Regions from separate parts of the Rattus norvegicus genome. Here region 1 is linked to region 2. The links are chromatin contacts, called in public Hi-C maps. All regions are on one chromosome and are shown on one strand. The core of a region is the stretch at or near the end of the contact, and the rest is flanking DNA. Distances in the headings are between cores, read along the strand shown. Region 1 holds the start of Nhs (NHS actin remodeling regulator). Region 2 has its middle 38 kb from the start of RGD1560203.

Region 1 (2,806 bases), core at 268-2,767, 110 kb after region 2:
ACCACCACCACCCCCACCCCCACCCCCACCACCACCCCCACCACCATTCTTGTTACCAAATCATTTACGAAAACCTTACATTATCAGGAATCTTTATCCCCAAAGCCCCAGCTTGGATCTTCTTTTTTGAACAGGGATAGTTGAACAGAAATAGTTTTTGTTTGTTTGTTTTCTGTTTTTAGGTAGAAAAAGAGGGGCTCTATTGAAGTCTCTGTGACCGAAGTGTAGACTGATTAAAAGTATGTCTTGTATGAATTCCTTTTCAAGGCAGGGAGCACAGAGGACAGGCCATTGCAGGTAAAGGACTTTATTGTTGCCAGAAACCATGTTTCTTTCACGTTTGTTTTAGATGCATGACATGAAGACAACATTGCCAAGATTTGCTTGTGACCTTGAATTTCATTTATTTTATATATTTATTTCACAGTAACCGCTGTGGATGGATGAAAGCATGCATTTGATTAACAGTTCCCAGTCTTTTTAGGTTTTTTGGCTGCCACCATCTAGCCTGCACACTACTGCAATTGAAAACTCTGTCTCTTAAGAAATTATACCTTTCAGTTAACCAAGGGGAAAACTTTCCATTCTTCTGTGAATCATCATCTCTCCCATAGGGAACTTTAAAAACTCTGTGTTGGATTAACACAGTAGGGCGACAAGGAGGTAATCCGATTCATTTCACTTAATGTGCAATGCATTTTGCAAGCGACTTTCTGGAGGGGTTTGCACACTAGTAATTTGGGTTTCAATCATGATGTTCTGTAGAAGGTAGTTCTCAAAGCAGACCAAAACAGGATGTCAGAAAAACGGTATAAACAGCCGTCTGGCCACTCTGGCCCTGTGGGAATGCACCCATGCTGCGTCACCCTTCCCAGCTGTCTCTGTGAACACAGCGCCTGGGGCACTTTAAGGAGCAGCCCAGATTTCCCCTCGAAGAACCCTAAGACTTGACAGAGCTAGAATTCTATGAAACGACTTGCTCCAACACGAATCAACAGCATCCCCAATACTTTCCTCCCTCTGAGCTGGCTACCAGCACCCCCACTCTAAACTTGAGGACTCCCTGCCCCCACCAAGCTCATCGTCTCAATTCTAACCTCTGAGACACGTTTGAGAAAGTGCCTGAGGTGGAACGCACCAGGCGCGGTCCGGCCACCAGTGACTCCCAGCGGCCGCACAGGGCGCTGCGCCCCTCTCGCCCTGGCCTCCCCCGCCCGGCGTCCGCCCTGCCGCCCCCGCGCCGCCTCCTGAGCCAGGGCTGGAGGCGGATTCCTGTCCGGGTTTTCAGAGCGCCTTTCCGAAATCTCCTCCCCGCCCAGAAAGGGAGAGAGATCCCAGGCGCAATCGCTCCCCGGAGCGGCCGAGGGGCGCGCGGGGAGAGGCCTGCGCCGGGGTACTTTCAAACTGAGGCGCGCGCACACACTCACACCCACCCATCCACCCACCCACCTATACACACACGCGACACAGACACATACACACACGATCACACACACACGCACACACACTCACTCTCTCTCACACACACACACACATACACACACGCCCATTTATATAGGCGGCGGCAGTGGCCAGGGCGGCGGCAACGGGCTCAGAAGCGATGGAGCTGAGCCGACTGACCCCGGTTGGGAGCAAGTGAAGAGGACCCAAGCACAGCTCGAGATTTCTTTGCCCAGCGCTTGTCATCTTTCCTAGACAGCCGTGCTCCCGGAGGTCAGACTAAGCTGTGAAGAGGAGCAAGAGGAGGAGGCCAGGTGAGCAGAGGAGCCCTCAGCGTCTCTGGACTGCCCAGATCGATCCTTGCCGGACTCCTGCCCTCTCCTTGCTCAGGTGGGCGCGCCAGGTCCCTAGCTCACAAGGGACGCTCAGAGGAGAACGGAAAGTCGCGGCCCGGTTGCGCGGGATGCCTTTCGCCAAGCGGATCGTGGAGCCGCAGTGGCTTTGCCGGCAGCGGCGCCCGGCGCCCGGCCCAGATGAGGACACGAGTGGAGGCAGCGTTGAGCCGCCGCCGCCCCTGCAGCCGCCTGGCCGGCGGGAAGAGGCCGAGGCAACGGAGCCAGACGAGCCTCCTCGTGTACCTCCTGCGCCTCTCCCACTGCCACCACCTCCACCGCCGTCTATGCCGGCGCCAGCAGAGCAGGATCAGCAGCCACCCAGCGAAGCGCGCGAGGCCGGGGAGGAGAGCGTGGCGGGGGTCCCGGAGGCAGCATCGGCCACAGGCGAGGCGTCTGAGGCTGCAGCCGAGGCTGTGCTACTTATGCTAGACCTGTGCGCGGTCAGCAACGCTGCGCTGGCCAGGGTCCTCCGGCAGCTCTCAGACGTGGCCCGGCACGCGTGCAGCCTCTTCCAGGAGCTCGAGAGCGACATCCAGCTTACTCACCACCGCGTCTGGGCGCTGCAGGGCAAGCTCGGCAGCGTGCAGCGCGTCCTCAACACGTTGGACCCCAAGCAGGAGGCAGTGCGTGAGTACCAGCGCCGTCCATCCTCTAGGGTGCTAGGCTCCAGCGCCGCACCCTCTTACTGTCCCCACTCGCCACAATCCCAGCCCCGAGGCGCCACGCCTGCTGCAACTTGCACCTTACTCTTGCCTTCCCTCTCTTCTTCCACCTTGAGATCCACCCTAGTCATCCCGGATTGAGTAGCTGGGGTGGCCCCTGACCAATGGAGGGATGCAGGTGTGGAGGGCAGAAAGTTAAAAGGACAGCTTCTGAACTCATAGACATCCCTGGCATTGAGAACAGGAAGGTAGAGAACATTTAGGAGGGCAGACAGGAGGCAGAGAAGGTCTGTCATTTACCACTGGGAC
Region 2 (3,003 bases), core at 379-2,878:
GGCCCTTAAAGTCAATCGGAAAGTGTTTGGTTGCCCCCCAAAACATCTGTGGCCCTATTGTACCCATGAACATGTCTTGCCATGCTGGTCATTATTGTAGTTCACAAGATTCATGGCTGAGTAAAACTGTTGATGGCTGTTTCTCCCAGCAGCTTACAGGAGGTATCATGAAAGCTGGCCACCAAGAAGGAAGCTTCCTGGTTAATGACAACTTGATTTGTCTATGTTCTGTGACCAAAGTGTGTGGCATCTTTATCAATAGGGTCTTACTATCAAGTTACATTGGGCAGCCAAGAGCAATGGCAATAGACTATATTGCTTTAGGGGTTTTCTGGGATACCTTTGACAAGAAACTCAAAGGGAGTACTGGTACTCCCTGGTATTGCGCTTTTTACTTGGCAAACTACAGCTTCTGAAAGGAACATTATCTCCTATGTAAGGTAGCTTCATTTAAATTCTATCTATCTATCTATCTATCTATCTATCTATCTATCTATCTATCTATCTAAAGCTTATAAAATAGTAGTTTTCCATATGGCATTTTCAAACATCCTTGGTGTTAGCTATCTCTCTTCCCTAAGCCCCTTCTACCATATTCTCCCATTCTTTTCCCCACCTAAACCTTCCTCCCATTATTCCCATTCATATCATCTGTATTGTACTAGCTTTCTCCCTTAAGATCTTCCTCTCTCCTTCCCACCAATGGTCTCTTTCTAGTTTCTTAGATTATATAGATAATCCAAGTTAAACACAGACACCTATATCATCACCCCACAAAGCCCAGAGAGCATTGCAGAAGAAGGGATAAAAATATTCTAAGAACTAGAGGTTAGGGAGGACTGGAATAAAACAGTATTTTTCTGTATATAACAAGACTGGTGAAGTCATGAAGTTACAGGAACTGTGGTGACCTGCAAAAGATCAAGCTAATCAACATTCTAGCATGGAGGAGGGAGGGGCTTGGAGCCCTTACTTCTAACACAGGAGCTATTGACAGTTGATAGCTTCTGGGGAGAGGAGAGGTTAGTTTTCTTTTGTGGTGTGGCCCCTGATAGGTCTACAATACTCCAGTAGATGGCTACACACCCAAGAGTTTATGAGAAGCACAAATTGGATTTGGTGGGTTAGTTTCTATTTTAAAAAGACTACGTGAAGTTGGGAGGGAACGTGGAGATGGGGATGGATTTGGGGGAGTTGGAGTAAATATGAGCAAAATACATTGCAGGAGATTCTCAAATAAGTAATAAAAATTATCAATTAAAATGCATGGCCTCTCCTAGAAATTGAACTGTGAGTCTTCTACTAGATGATGAGAACTATACAGTTCCTTTTCTCTCTGGCTTTATACTTAGAAAAAAAGACACAGTCTCACTAAGTAGATTGTGCTGACCTTGAACCTGTGACAATCTTCCTGCCTGCTTCTGCCTCAAGGGCAGGGATTAAAGGCATGAGCCAACTGGTCCAGCCAAACAGCTTTATACTTTCCATTTATCCTCAAATACCACCCTTGAAATAAATTCTAATAGCAATGTTCAGCTTCAGTCTTTTATCCACCCTTCACATACTGTGTACATAAGACATTTGAGAATCCACAGTGCCCTTTTACATGACTCAATTTCTAGAGAATTTCTAGAGGAGACTTCTACAATACTTCTTATTAGTCATTTGTATTTGGCTCTGCACTGCTTTAGGAACTCAATTCTAGGAACTCAATTCTACCTCTCAAGTCCTGTTCTGGTGGCTAGATTTGACCGCTTCCAACACTGGGTCTCAGTTTCCTTATCTGTAATATTAGATGACTCAGCCGATTCCCTCAGAGTCCCCACCTTGATCTCAGGCTGCCATGATGACCCAAAGTGATTTTATGACTTCTGAGTGTCTGCTTAGATTTTTGATGAAATTAGTGTCATCTCTTCTGCCTGCTGTTTTGACTAATAAGCATTATATGGTGATTTTTAGTGTCTTGGGTAAATGGTTTCAACAACTTGGCCACACACAGAAACTTCTCCATGAGCTCCCAGGAAGCCATGCCTCTTTGTTATCACTGTCTAGACCATTTTTTGTCTTCTCACAACTCTTTCTCCTCAGCTTCCTCAGGTATATCTTTGTCCTTTCCCTTTCCTTCCCCCATACCACAGAAGAAAACTTCTGTCTGGAGTTCTTTTGCTGAAAGCCTTCTCAGGCTCCCTCTGCTGGGGTGGAACTTGTTGTCATAGTAACCTCCCATTAAATACTCTGAGGTCAGCACTGAAGCCAGCCAAATCCACTCACATGGGTGGCCACAGAAGGTCAGGACAAAGTATCTCTCTAAACCTGTCTATTTGTGAATAGGAAACAAAGTATTTTGTTGTTCTGATAGCGTGCCATAATGTTCCCTCTTTTTCTTATGAGCCACTCTAAGGAGTAAAAAGAGAACTACAGGCAATTTTGTTCAATTTGCTAATCTTTTCTAATATTTTTACAGATAGATCCATTTATCTTAGGCCATCTTTTGACTTTGAAAATATTATTGTCTCTTCTAAAACATGTTCTTTGAGTCCTTGAACTTGAGCCAAGGCAGAAAAAAGACAAGAAACCCAACCTTAGATGGCTAATAATATTGAAACAATAATCATGGATATTCTTTGATGACAATGAATAAATGCACAATAATCATGGATATTCTTTGATGACAATGAATAAATGCCCAGAGCAGGAATTTCTGCTCTGAGAGTGTATCTGTTTCCATGCACCTCCTCCTTATTGGAGTTTTCTAAGAGTCTAATGAAACTTGAAGAAAAACAGTAATGCTTTATGGAGAATTTAGAAAATTCTAGACTAAATTTGATTTTTAAAATCAAATTTTTACTCCAGAGAAGTCCAAGGCCAAGGAGAGAAACAGTAGATTAAGGACAGTGTGGTATCATGAAGATCACTATTGAACACCTGAGCTGGGCCAAATCTTTTCAAGTAGGGCCTACAATAAGCAAAAATAAGATGGCTCACAATGTGGGAATCCCAGGC

The links. Hi-C and Micro-C count contacts between places; a contact is called where the count stands out from the background.
Region 1: a contact with region 2 is called in a Hi-C map of the A7r5 cell line, with 4 times the contacts expected there. The contact joins the promoter of Nhs here to the enhancer-like site in region 2. A contact is called at or near these places in 5 of 12 Hi-C or Micro-C datasets (the A7r5 cell line, the Rat2 cell line, Schwann cells and 2 more).

The regions. Positions count from the first base shown.
Region 1 is chrX:36,183,550-36,186,355 of GRCr8, forward strand. It overlaps Nhs (NHS actin remodeling regulator), which reads left to right and starts at 1,518. Exons shown (of 9, transcript NM_001414726.1): 1 at 1,518-2,462. The coding sequence starts at 1,904.
Region 2 is chrX:36,071,428-36,074,430 of GRCr8, forward strand. No RefSeq gene overlaps it. Among named protein-coding and RNA genes, the nearest start is that of RGD1560203, 38 kb to the left of the region's middle. Within about 2 kb of position 1,629, at least 3 of the 93 cell types and tissues checked have an H3K27ac peak or open chromatin away from gene starts, as enhancers often do. A contact at or near this core is called in the A7r5 cell line, where this site is marked.